Regions from separate parts of the Sus scrofa genome. Here region 2 is linked to region 1. A link is a contact called in public Hi-C data. All regions are on one chromosome and are shown on one strand. The core of a region is the stretch at or near the end of the contact, and the rest is flanking DNA. Distances in the headings are between cores, read along the strand shown. Region 1 holds the start of ZC3H12A (endoribonuclease ZC3H12A). Region 2 holds the start of MEAF6 (MYST/Esa1 associated factor 6).

Region 1 (4,686 bases), core at 370-2,869:
AGGACTAAGAGAGCGTCCAGGCACACAGAAGGGCCCCCAGAAAGGGCTTTCCCTGCCTCCAGACCGGTCTGAGACGAGGTCAAACTCCTTCCTAAGGTCCTTTCTACCAGAGGTGCAGAGACACAGGGCCACCATTCCCGGCCACCGTCTTGGCCACAGAAGTGACATGTACCTCATGGCCACGTTGCTCCCATCGATGACCACGGGCCTCAGGTCACCACCCTCCTTGTCCTCCTCAGAGGGTGAGGGTTCCACGGTGGGAGCCTTGGGGGTGCCCCCACCACGGGGGACCAGAGGCAGCTGAGGGCAGGGGTCCGGTGACACCTGGCACTCCCGCTCGGCCGCTGACCCATGCTTCACCAGCTCGCCCAGCACTGTGTTGGTGTCTGCCTGGACCCCCAGCTTCTGCAGGACACTGTGGATCTCGGCAGAGGAGTAGCCCAGCTTCCGGAAGAAGTCAACCTTCATCTGTAGCTCCGTGGTCATCACCTCCTCGGCAGTGGGCTCCTGGGCCGGCCTTGGGGTCTCTCGGCAGCTTTTGTGGTCTTCAAGTTCCCACAGATTCATGGTGGGGCCGGGTGGGCCTCTTTCCACTGGCCACTCACAGCTCAGACTGGTGAAAGGCACTTGTCACAGCTCCTGGAGGACAAGCACAAAAGTTAGGGACGGGGAATGATTCTCTCCAACTCCCACCCCATCCAAGAGGATGAGGCCACACTAGGGGCAGTATGAAAAGCCATTTGGGGGTGTTACCTCTGTTATTCCTCCAAAAGCCCTCCCAGGGAGGGATCCTCAAGTCCCATTACATAAAGGATGAAACTGAGCCACAGACAGTAAGAACTTGCTCAAGGTCATCCAGCTGTTAGCGGGTGGGGCAAGGATTTGAACTTAGGCAGTCTGATTACTCCTCCCCCTCTACCCTCAGCCCTCCCCCTCCTCGACAAACTCAGGGACCCAGAAGTCGCGGGTGGCCTTCGAGGGCCTCGCCGCGCCCCCACAGCCGCGGGGCGGGGTTTTCAGATGGAAACCCGCTGGGTTGCAAGTGCGCTAGAAGGGGGGCGGGGGTTCCCCGTCGAAACCATCAACCATCGTCTTCTCCAGTCCGTCTGCCGCGTGCTTGGAACCCAGGCTCAGGAGGCGGAGGGCCAGTGGCCAGACGCCCGGACCGGGGGAGGGGAAGTTTCCGGGGCGACCCACCACCAGCGAGAAAAGTTGCCGGGAAACTCTGGTTGGCCTCCGGGCTCGGTGACGCGGAGGCTGTCCCGGCCCAGAGCCTCTCGCTCGGCTCCCCCTCCAGACTTCGGTCTTCCTACTCCCAGGATCCCCCAACTTGGGCTAAGTTGGAAGCGGTCCCGAGGACCGGCGAGGCCGGAGGGGACAGGCCCCACGTCCCTCCGGCTCCGGTCAGTCCCAGCCTGCGCCCACCCCACCCCCCCTCCGCCCGCCCCGAGGTCCGCGCCCCCGCCGCGCGCGCGCGCGCGCGCCTCACCCCACCGTGCGCCGGCCGCGGCGGGCGGCGTCTCCATGGGGCCGAGTCCCGGAGGCTAGGCCGGCGGCGCCTTTATACCGGGCGGGTGGGCGGGCAGGTGGCGTTCGGGACCGTGACGCGGAAGCTGGGCAGGGGAGGCGAGAGCCGGCCCGAGCGGCAGGGGGCGGAGCGGCCACCGCCCCTTCCTGCTCCGCCCCCTGCGCCGCCCCGCCCCGCCCTGGCCTCCGGCCCCGCCCCCGCAGCCGGAGCGCGCTCTGCCCGGCCAGGAATGTGGTCAGCGGTCGCCGTTCGCAGCCCCTTATTTGAGCCTCGAGGCGCCCCCGGGGCGGCGCGATCTGCAGGGCAGGAGTGTACGGCCAACAGGCATAAGGTAAGCCCAGGTTGGACCAGGTAAGCGATCCGAGTCTGGCGCGGGCTGACCGAGAGTACGGCAGTACAACACAGGTATAGCTGCGGTCGTTCAGACTTAAGTATGCGGAAGGTACAGTCTGGGGTGCATCGAGTGAATCAAGTGCACAAAGGTTGGTCCACACACCACGGGAGGCAGAGCCATGGTTATAAAGACAGGTACACCCAGGCGGGCACCTTTCTCATTGAGACAGGAAGACTCAACAGGTAACCGTGACTGGAGCAGGTACACAGAAGTGGGGCCCCACCCAGGGCCAAGTACATTTTTTTTTTTTTTTTTTCTGAAATAAGGACCTTGCTGGGATAGAAAGGCAGGTACAACCTGCCTTGTCCCAGCTGGAAAGACTTGCAAGCAGCACCAGGAGCTCCAGTTCCATGGCACCAGGTGCCACCTATGTCACTTTTGAAATCACCAGTGACCCCACCTAGCTAACTCCCTGCTTTGTTGCCTGGTCATCTTTAAAGACCCCGAAGGATCTCCACGTCAGTGCCCCCCAGGCACAGCAACCCCAGGAGCTGGCCTCCAGGAGAGAGAGAAAACAAGCCTTCCCCCAGATCACATCCAGGGCTGGGCTCCTCTCTGTGCTCCCCACCACTCCTGCTGAGCACTGTGTGTGCCGGTAGCCTTAATCTTCACACAAGGGCCACTTTTAGAGTTGAGAAAAGTTCAGTGAAAAGTGCTGTATATTTAGACATGTGCTCATGTGTAGTAACTCCCTTTAAGATAGTAAGAATATTAAATGAGTCCAGATTAATCAGCATAATGATGATAGTCAACCACAGCGATAATGCCTCGCATTTATGGAGGACTCACTGGGCGGCAGGCACGGTGCCAACGCCTTGCAGACACTTCCGTGCCTTTGCATCTCTCCTCCTCGGCCCAGGAGTGCTCTCCCCTTCTTCCCTGGCTACAGCTGCCTGGCCAATTCTGTTCCTCTTTTGGATGATGTCACCTCCTCTGTGAGGCCTGCCCAGACTCCTTTGGTGCTGAGTTGCTTCCTCCTTAGTGCTCCCACAGCACCCTGCCTGTGTCCCTACGTGCTGGATTGTGATTGCCTGCTTGGACCGCCTCCGGGGCCAGGGCCGGGCTGGGACTCCGCCTGTAATCCCTGGCCCCGTGCTACCCAGCACTGTGCCAGTGGGAGCCAGCAGGGCTGGGGGATGAGTCACGCAGCTCCGTGTCCTCCCAGAGTGAGCTGCAGTCTCGCTCTCTTCCGGCTTGTAAAGGCAGCTCTTTCCCGAGAAGCTGACTCTCTTCTGCAGAACGCAGGGCTGCTCTGGGGAAACCCTCCTCCACTTACCCCTGGATTTTGCACACCCCGGCCCCAAACCCCAGGAGACCTCTGGATCAAATGTGCCGAGCCCACACCCCTTCCTCTGCCTCTTGCATGCCGGTCCCAGTGGCTTGGCTTGCCAGCTTCCTTCCTGGAGCCTTCCTGCTCTCCTGCCATCTGCCTTCACCTGGCCAGCCTGGGCGGGGTCTGCAGAGTTCCAGGAATGGTCACCCACTAGATGGGCGATGGGGAGAGGTTGGAGAGGGAAAGGTCCCAGGAATTACTTTGCCCTTTGGTAACTCCACTGGGAAGCTCAGATGGGAGCACACAGGAGCTAGGTCACCTCTGTAGGAAGAGTGGGCAGACTGCCCCCGAGCCTTAGCAGAGTGGTTTTGCAGAGGTTCAGTTCCACAAGGTCTCTTGGAAATGGAGAAAGGGACAGATTCCTTTCATGTTTTGAGCTCCTAGTATGTTTTACATTTTATTTTATTTTTCTATTCTATTCATTTTCTTTTTTCTTTACTTTTCTTTTCTTTTCTGTGCCCATGGCATACATTTGGGCCAGGGATCAAACCTATGTCACAGTAGTGACAACACCGGATCCTTAAACACTAGGCTACCAGGGAACTCCAGCTTCCAGTATATTTTAAAAAGACTTGTCACAGTAGAGCTACAAAAATTGAAGTGTGGGAGTTCCCTGGTGACACAACAAGTTAAGGATCCAGCGTTGTCACTGAAGTAGCTTGGGTCACTGCTGTGGCTTGGGTTCAGTCCCTGGCCCGGGAACTTCCACACACCACAGGTGTGGCCAGAAAAAATTGAATTGTGTTTTAAAATTTAATCGAGTTTTCACTGTGGTGCAACAGATTAAGGATCCAGTGTTGTCTCTGTGGTGGTACAGGTTCAATCCCCAGTCTGGAGCAGTGGGTTAAGGATCCATTGTTGCCCCAGCTGTGGCATAGGGCCCATCTGTGGCTTGGATTTGCTCCCTGGCCAGGGAACTTCCATATGCTGTGGGTGTGGCTGAAAAAAAAAAGAAAAAAAAATTAATTGAACAAGTTAACTCTTTCTTTTCTTTTAGATGAGAGTTGCAACATTTATTTCAGGTTCTTTCTTGTTTTTTGTTTTTGTTTTGTGTTTTGTTTCTTTTTTGCCACACAGGCAGGATATGGGAATTCCTGGGCCAAGGACTGAACCTACACCACACAGCAGCAACCAGAGCCACAGCGGCGAGAACTAGGCCATCAGAGAACTCCTGACATTAACTCTTTCATCACATACGCAAATGCAGTGAAATATATCTGGACTACTGACAAGATTATTGGAGGATTTGTTTGAAACATATATTATTTCCTCAGAGAAATGGCTGGTTTTAGGGCTGGGACAAGGAAAAAAAGTGAGCGTGAAGTGTCTCTCTCTCTCTTTTTTTTTTTTTTTTTTTTGTCTTTTATCTTTTTAAGGCCGCACCCGAGGCATATGGAGGTTCCCAGGCTAGGGGTAGAATTGGAGCTGAGG
Region 2 (4,889 bases), core at 1,502-4,001, 48 kb before region 1:
AAAGCAAAAATAAAATAAATAAATAAACAACTTAGAGGAAATGGATCAATTCCTTAAAAACTGTAAACTACCAAAATTCACCTGATATAAAATAGGTTATATATATATATAAAAAGAAATAGGTTATCTGAATAATCCTATAACTATTTTTAAAATTTGAATAATTAAAGGAGTTCCTTCTATGGTGCAGTGGATTAATAATCCACTGCAGCAACAGCGACACTGGATAAAAATCCTGTGATCATATCAACTGACTCAGAAAAATCATTTGACAAAATTCAACACCCATTTACGATAAAAAAACTCTCAGTAAGCCAGGAATAGAGGGTAACTTCCTCAACCTGATAAGACTGAATACGTTCCTCTTAAGGCACAAGTCTGCTTTGATCGTTCTTTGATTCAGTGTTGCTGCAGCTGTGGTGTAGGTCACAGCTCCTGCTCAGATTTGATCCTTGGCCCAAACTTCCATATGCTGTGGGTACAGCCGAAAAGAAAAAAAAAAAGAGTAATTAAAAAGCATCTAGGAGTTCTGATTGTGGCTCAGTGGTAACAAACCCAGTTAGCATCCATAAGGATACGGGTTCAGTCTCTGGCCCCACTCAGTGGGTTAAGGATCTGGTGTTGCTGTGGCTGTGGTGTAGGCCGGCAGTTGTAGCTCCGATTCAACCCCTAGCCTGGGAACTTCCATATGCTGCAGGTTCAGCCCTTAAAAGACAAAAATAAAATAAAATAATAAAAAAAGAACGATCAAAGCAGACATCCTTGACTTGTGCCTTAAGAGGAACATATTCAGTCTTATCAGGTTGAGGAAGTTACCCTCTATTCCTGGTTTAGTGAGTTTTTTATCGTAAATCGGTGTTGAATTTTGTCAAATGATTTTTCTGTGTCAGTTGACATGATCACAGGATTTTTATTCTTTAGCCTCTTATTTATTTATTTTATCCGTGGCATATCAAAGTTCCCAGGCTAGTCGTTGAATCGGAGCTGCAGCTGCCACAGCCACAGCTATGCCAGATCCTGAGCTTCATCTGCGACCTACACTGCAGCTCACAGCAACACTGGATCCTTAACCCACTGAACAAGGCCAGGGATTGAACCATGGATACTAGTCAGATTCTTTCTGCTGAAAGATGATGGGAACTCCTGCTCTGACCATTCTTATTCAACATAGTACTGGAAGTCTAGCCAGCACAGTAAGGCAAAAAAAGGAAACAAAAACACACAGGTTGGAAAGGAAAAAAATAAATCTCCCTATTTGCAGATGAATTTATTGTCTACTTTAAAAATCCCAAAGAGGAGTTCCTGTTGTGGCTCAATGGAAACAAGTCTGACTAGTAACCATGAGGATGCAGGTTTGACCCCTGGCCACGCTCAGGCGTCATGAACTGTGGTGTAGGTTGCAGATATTGCTCAGATCTGGCATTTCTGTGGCGGTGACATAGGCCCATGGCTGCAACTCTGATTAGACCCCCTAGCCTGAGAACCTCCATATGCTGCATGTGCAGCCCTAACAACAACAACAAAAATCCCACAGAATCTACCAAAAAACCTAGAATCAATAAGAGAGTTCAGCGAGACCCTGGGTTACAAGATCAACATGTAACAGAATGCAGTAGAGAGAGAAAAAAAAAAGGATTCTTAAATTTAATCTGAATTCTAGAAGGAGAGAGAAACTGAGGTAGAGGATATCCTAGGAAAGATAGCTGAATTTCCCAGAACTGGTGAAAGTACAAATACACAGACTGAAGAAACACAGAGACTTTCAAAGCAAAGCAAAAAGAAAGCAAGAAAGAAGGAAAGCAGGCAAGCAAGCAAGCAAAATGGAAAAAAAAAATCCTACCTGGATTTCTAATGAAATTGCAGAACCCTGAAAAATGGAGAGGAGAAATAAACAGGGGGGAGATGAAAACAAAGTTAACAATATCAGGCTTAATGATTTGACTTAAGTAGTGCTTACTTGCCAAGCACTTACCTTAAGTGATTAATTCCTTATGGAAATTGTATTAGGTAGGAGCTATTATTACTTCCATTTTATAGAGGAGGAAATTGAGCCAAGTGAAATTGAGTTACCTGCCCAGGGTGGGACAGCTTATCAATGGTAGAGGTAGAATTTTGAACTAGGTAGTTAGTTTGTGTCATTAACCACCACACATGTTTGTCTCTCTAAAGGGCAACGGGAAGTCTTTGAAAGGTTTTAAGCAGGGGAGTAACACATTTGTTTTCCCCAAACAAATCATCCTGGCACCACTGTGAATAATGGATTAAATGGAGCTAAGAGTGGAAACGGGAGCTCCTGGAATAATGTACCTAAAATAGGGAGGGCCTGGATGAACGAAGGAGGTGGCAGACAAAAGAAAATAATTTGCGGGCTCTTCTGCGGTCGAGTCCACAGGAATTGGTTTTGGATTGGATTAAGGGGGTGAAGGAGGGTGAGGATGGTACCCAGGTTTCCGACCTGGGCAATTCGGTGGACAGTGAAAGTCATTCACTGAGGAGACTGCGGATAAGTCTGATTTTGGACACGGTGAATTTGCGGTGTAGAAACGCGGTTAGGACCAAAAGCAGAACCCATCAGTGGGGTTCTTTTGGCAGGGCGCGCGCACGCGCGCGCGCGCGGGAGTTCTGCGCGGCGGGGCTCCCCTCCGGAAGTCGCCTGCGCAGGCGCAGTGCAGAGGCGGGCGCCCCCTGGCGGGCGGCGGCGCGCTAGGACCGCCCCCAGCCTGGCGCCGCTGCCGCCCGCCTCAGCCCAACATGGCGATGCACAACAAGGCGGCGCCGCCGCAGATCCCGGACACCCGGCGGGAGCTGGCAGAGCTCGTGAAGCGGAAGCAGGAGCTGGCGGTGAGGGCTAGCACCGGGGGGCGCCCGGGTGGGGACCCCGTGCCTGCCCCTGCCTCCAGACCCCGGCTCCGCCGCGCCGGGCGGTTCGTTACTCGGTGGGCGCAGCGCGGCGCCCGGGAGTCCGGCGGCCTGAGGACGGCTGCGCAGTGCGCGGCCCGCCGGCGCCTCGGCTTCCAGGCGGTGCAGATCCGGAGCCGGGAGCCTGGGCTGGGGGCGGGGCGCGGAGCCGGGGAGGGGGAGGGGGACTAGGCGGGCGGGGGCGTGGAGGAAGGATGGCGCCAGGGGGTGGGGGCTTCTGTGCTGCAGCCCTGCTAAAGCGAGTAACCGTGAGCTCTGCGGGGTAGGCGAGGGCGAGCGGGTCCATGATCTTTAAGGAGTGCGGGGCGGGCGGATCGGTGGGCTGTAGATTGGTCCGGGCTTGCTGGTGGGCTTTAGGTGGGGTGGTGGGGTAGGAGGCGAGTGTGGGAGGGACACTCACACATCCTGCCTGGTCTTTGGAGGATGGAGGGTCTCGTCCTTTTGGGGACTAGGAGTAGATCCGTTAGATGGGGTTTTTGATGGGCAGGGATGTGATGTGTTTGGGAACATCTTAGGAGGTGACAGGCGAGGGGAGCGGACTCGGTTAGGGAATTAAGAATTGTGACACGCAGCCCGGGTCCCTTGGACCGTGGCGGCTAAGCCCTCCCTCCCCTCGCGTTTTGGCTTGGGCACCGGGAGGCCCATCTCACCTGAAGCTGCCCTTCCAGGTTTCCATAGCAACCGGCAGCCCAGTGCTGGCGGCCTTTCGGAGCCTACGGGGAGGGGAGCCAGTTGGCGCTGGAAGGCTGCTTACCCTTCCCTCTCCTGGTAGCAGTACCTTTTATGCGTGGGAGTGGAGACTGCTCTTTTTTTTCCTCCGCCCGGGTTCTTGACAGCTGGGTTTCCACGAAGCCTCTGAGTATATACAAACTTTTGTACATTTTTCTGGGGACAGGCTCTCTCTATTCCATTCTGTCCTCAAGGGATACAAGACAGGTATAGACTGCCTTAGTGTGAAACACCCTGCCCCTGCCCGTGTCATTCCTCCCTCCGCAAGGCTGGTTTGGTGTAGTTGAGCTTGAATTTATAAGTCTGATATAGACTTCAATTTGGGAGTTCCTGTCGCGGCTCAGCGGAAACGAATCTGACTAGTACCATTAGGATGCGGGTTGGATCCCTGGCCTCACTCCGTGGGTTAAGGATCCGGTGTTGCCTGAGCTGTGGTGTAGGTTGCAGACTTCGGCTGGAATCCTGAGTTGCTGTGGCGTAGGACAGCGGCTGTAACTCTGATTCGACCCCTAGCCTGGGAACTTCCAAATGCCTCAGGTGTGGCCCTTAAAAAAAAAAAAAGTTCATTTTGGTTAGGCTTAATGCAAGCATGTAAAAGGTATTAACCACTTCCTTATTTTTCGTCACTCAGGAAACACTGGCAAACTTAGAGAGACAGATCTATGCTTTTGAAGGAAGCTACCTGGAAGACACTCAGATGTATGGCAATATTATTCGTGGCTGGGATCGGTATCTGACCAACCAAAAGTGAGTGTCAAGCCTGTAGTATTTGTATGATGTCCTTGTAATATTTGTGCTTAGGACTGGGTAATTTCTTGGTAGTGGCTTTGCAGGGAGGCAGTAGTAAAGTGGGGTGGAAAGAGGTCTGCATTTGAGCTTGGACTCTGGCTCAGCCACTCCTGGGTAATCCCAGATAAACTCTACACCAGCCCCACACAGTCGGAGAAGTCCCGCCAATGGCACAGGGTTGTGCAATGCTTCAATGAAATACAGCATGTAATACACTCCTGTCATGTCATGAGTCCCAAGATTTGCTATACCTGTGTGGCAACTGTATCACAGTTTCATTTAGTAATATTCTTTCTAAAAAAAAAATTTTTTTTTTTTCTTTTTAGGGCCGCACCTGCAGCATATGGAGGTTCCCAGGCTAGGGGTTCAATCAGAGCTGTAGCTGCTGGCCTGCACCACAGCCATAGCAACACAGGATCTGAACCACTCCTGTGACCTACCCTACAGCTCAC

What was found. A called contact is a pair of places that touch in the nucleus more often than the background predicts.
Region 2: a Hi-C map of liver shows a contact between it and region 1, with 3 times the contacts expected there. The contact joins the promoter of MEAF6 here to the promoter of ZC3H12A in region 1. A contact is called at or near these places in 2 of 47 Hi-C or Micro-C datasets (liver and skeletal muscle) and 1 of 2 datasets of contacts at active chromatin or transcription factors (alveolar macrophages).

The regions. Positions count from the first base shown.
Region 1 is chr6:93,538,267-93,542,952 of Sscrofa11.1, reverse strand. ZC3H12A (endoribonuclease ZC3H12A) reads right to left here and starts at 1,619. Exons shown (of 6, transcript XM_021095963.1): 1 at 1,495-1,619; 2 at 173-639. The coding sequence starts at 567.
Region 2 is chr6:93,586,844-93,591,732 of Sscrofa11.1, reverse strand. It overlaps MEAF6 (MYST/Esa1 associated factor 6), which reads left to right and starts at 2,751. Exons shown (of 7, transcript NM_001243456.1): 1 at 2,751-2,841; 2 at 4,280-4,395. The coding sequence starts at 2,752.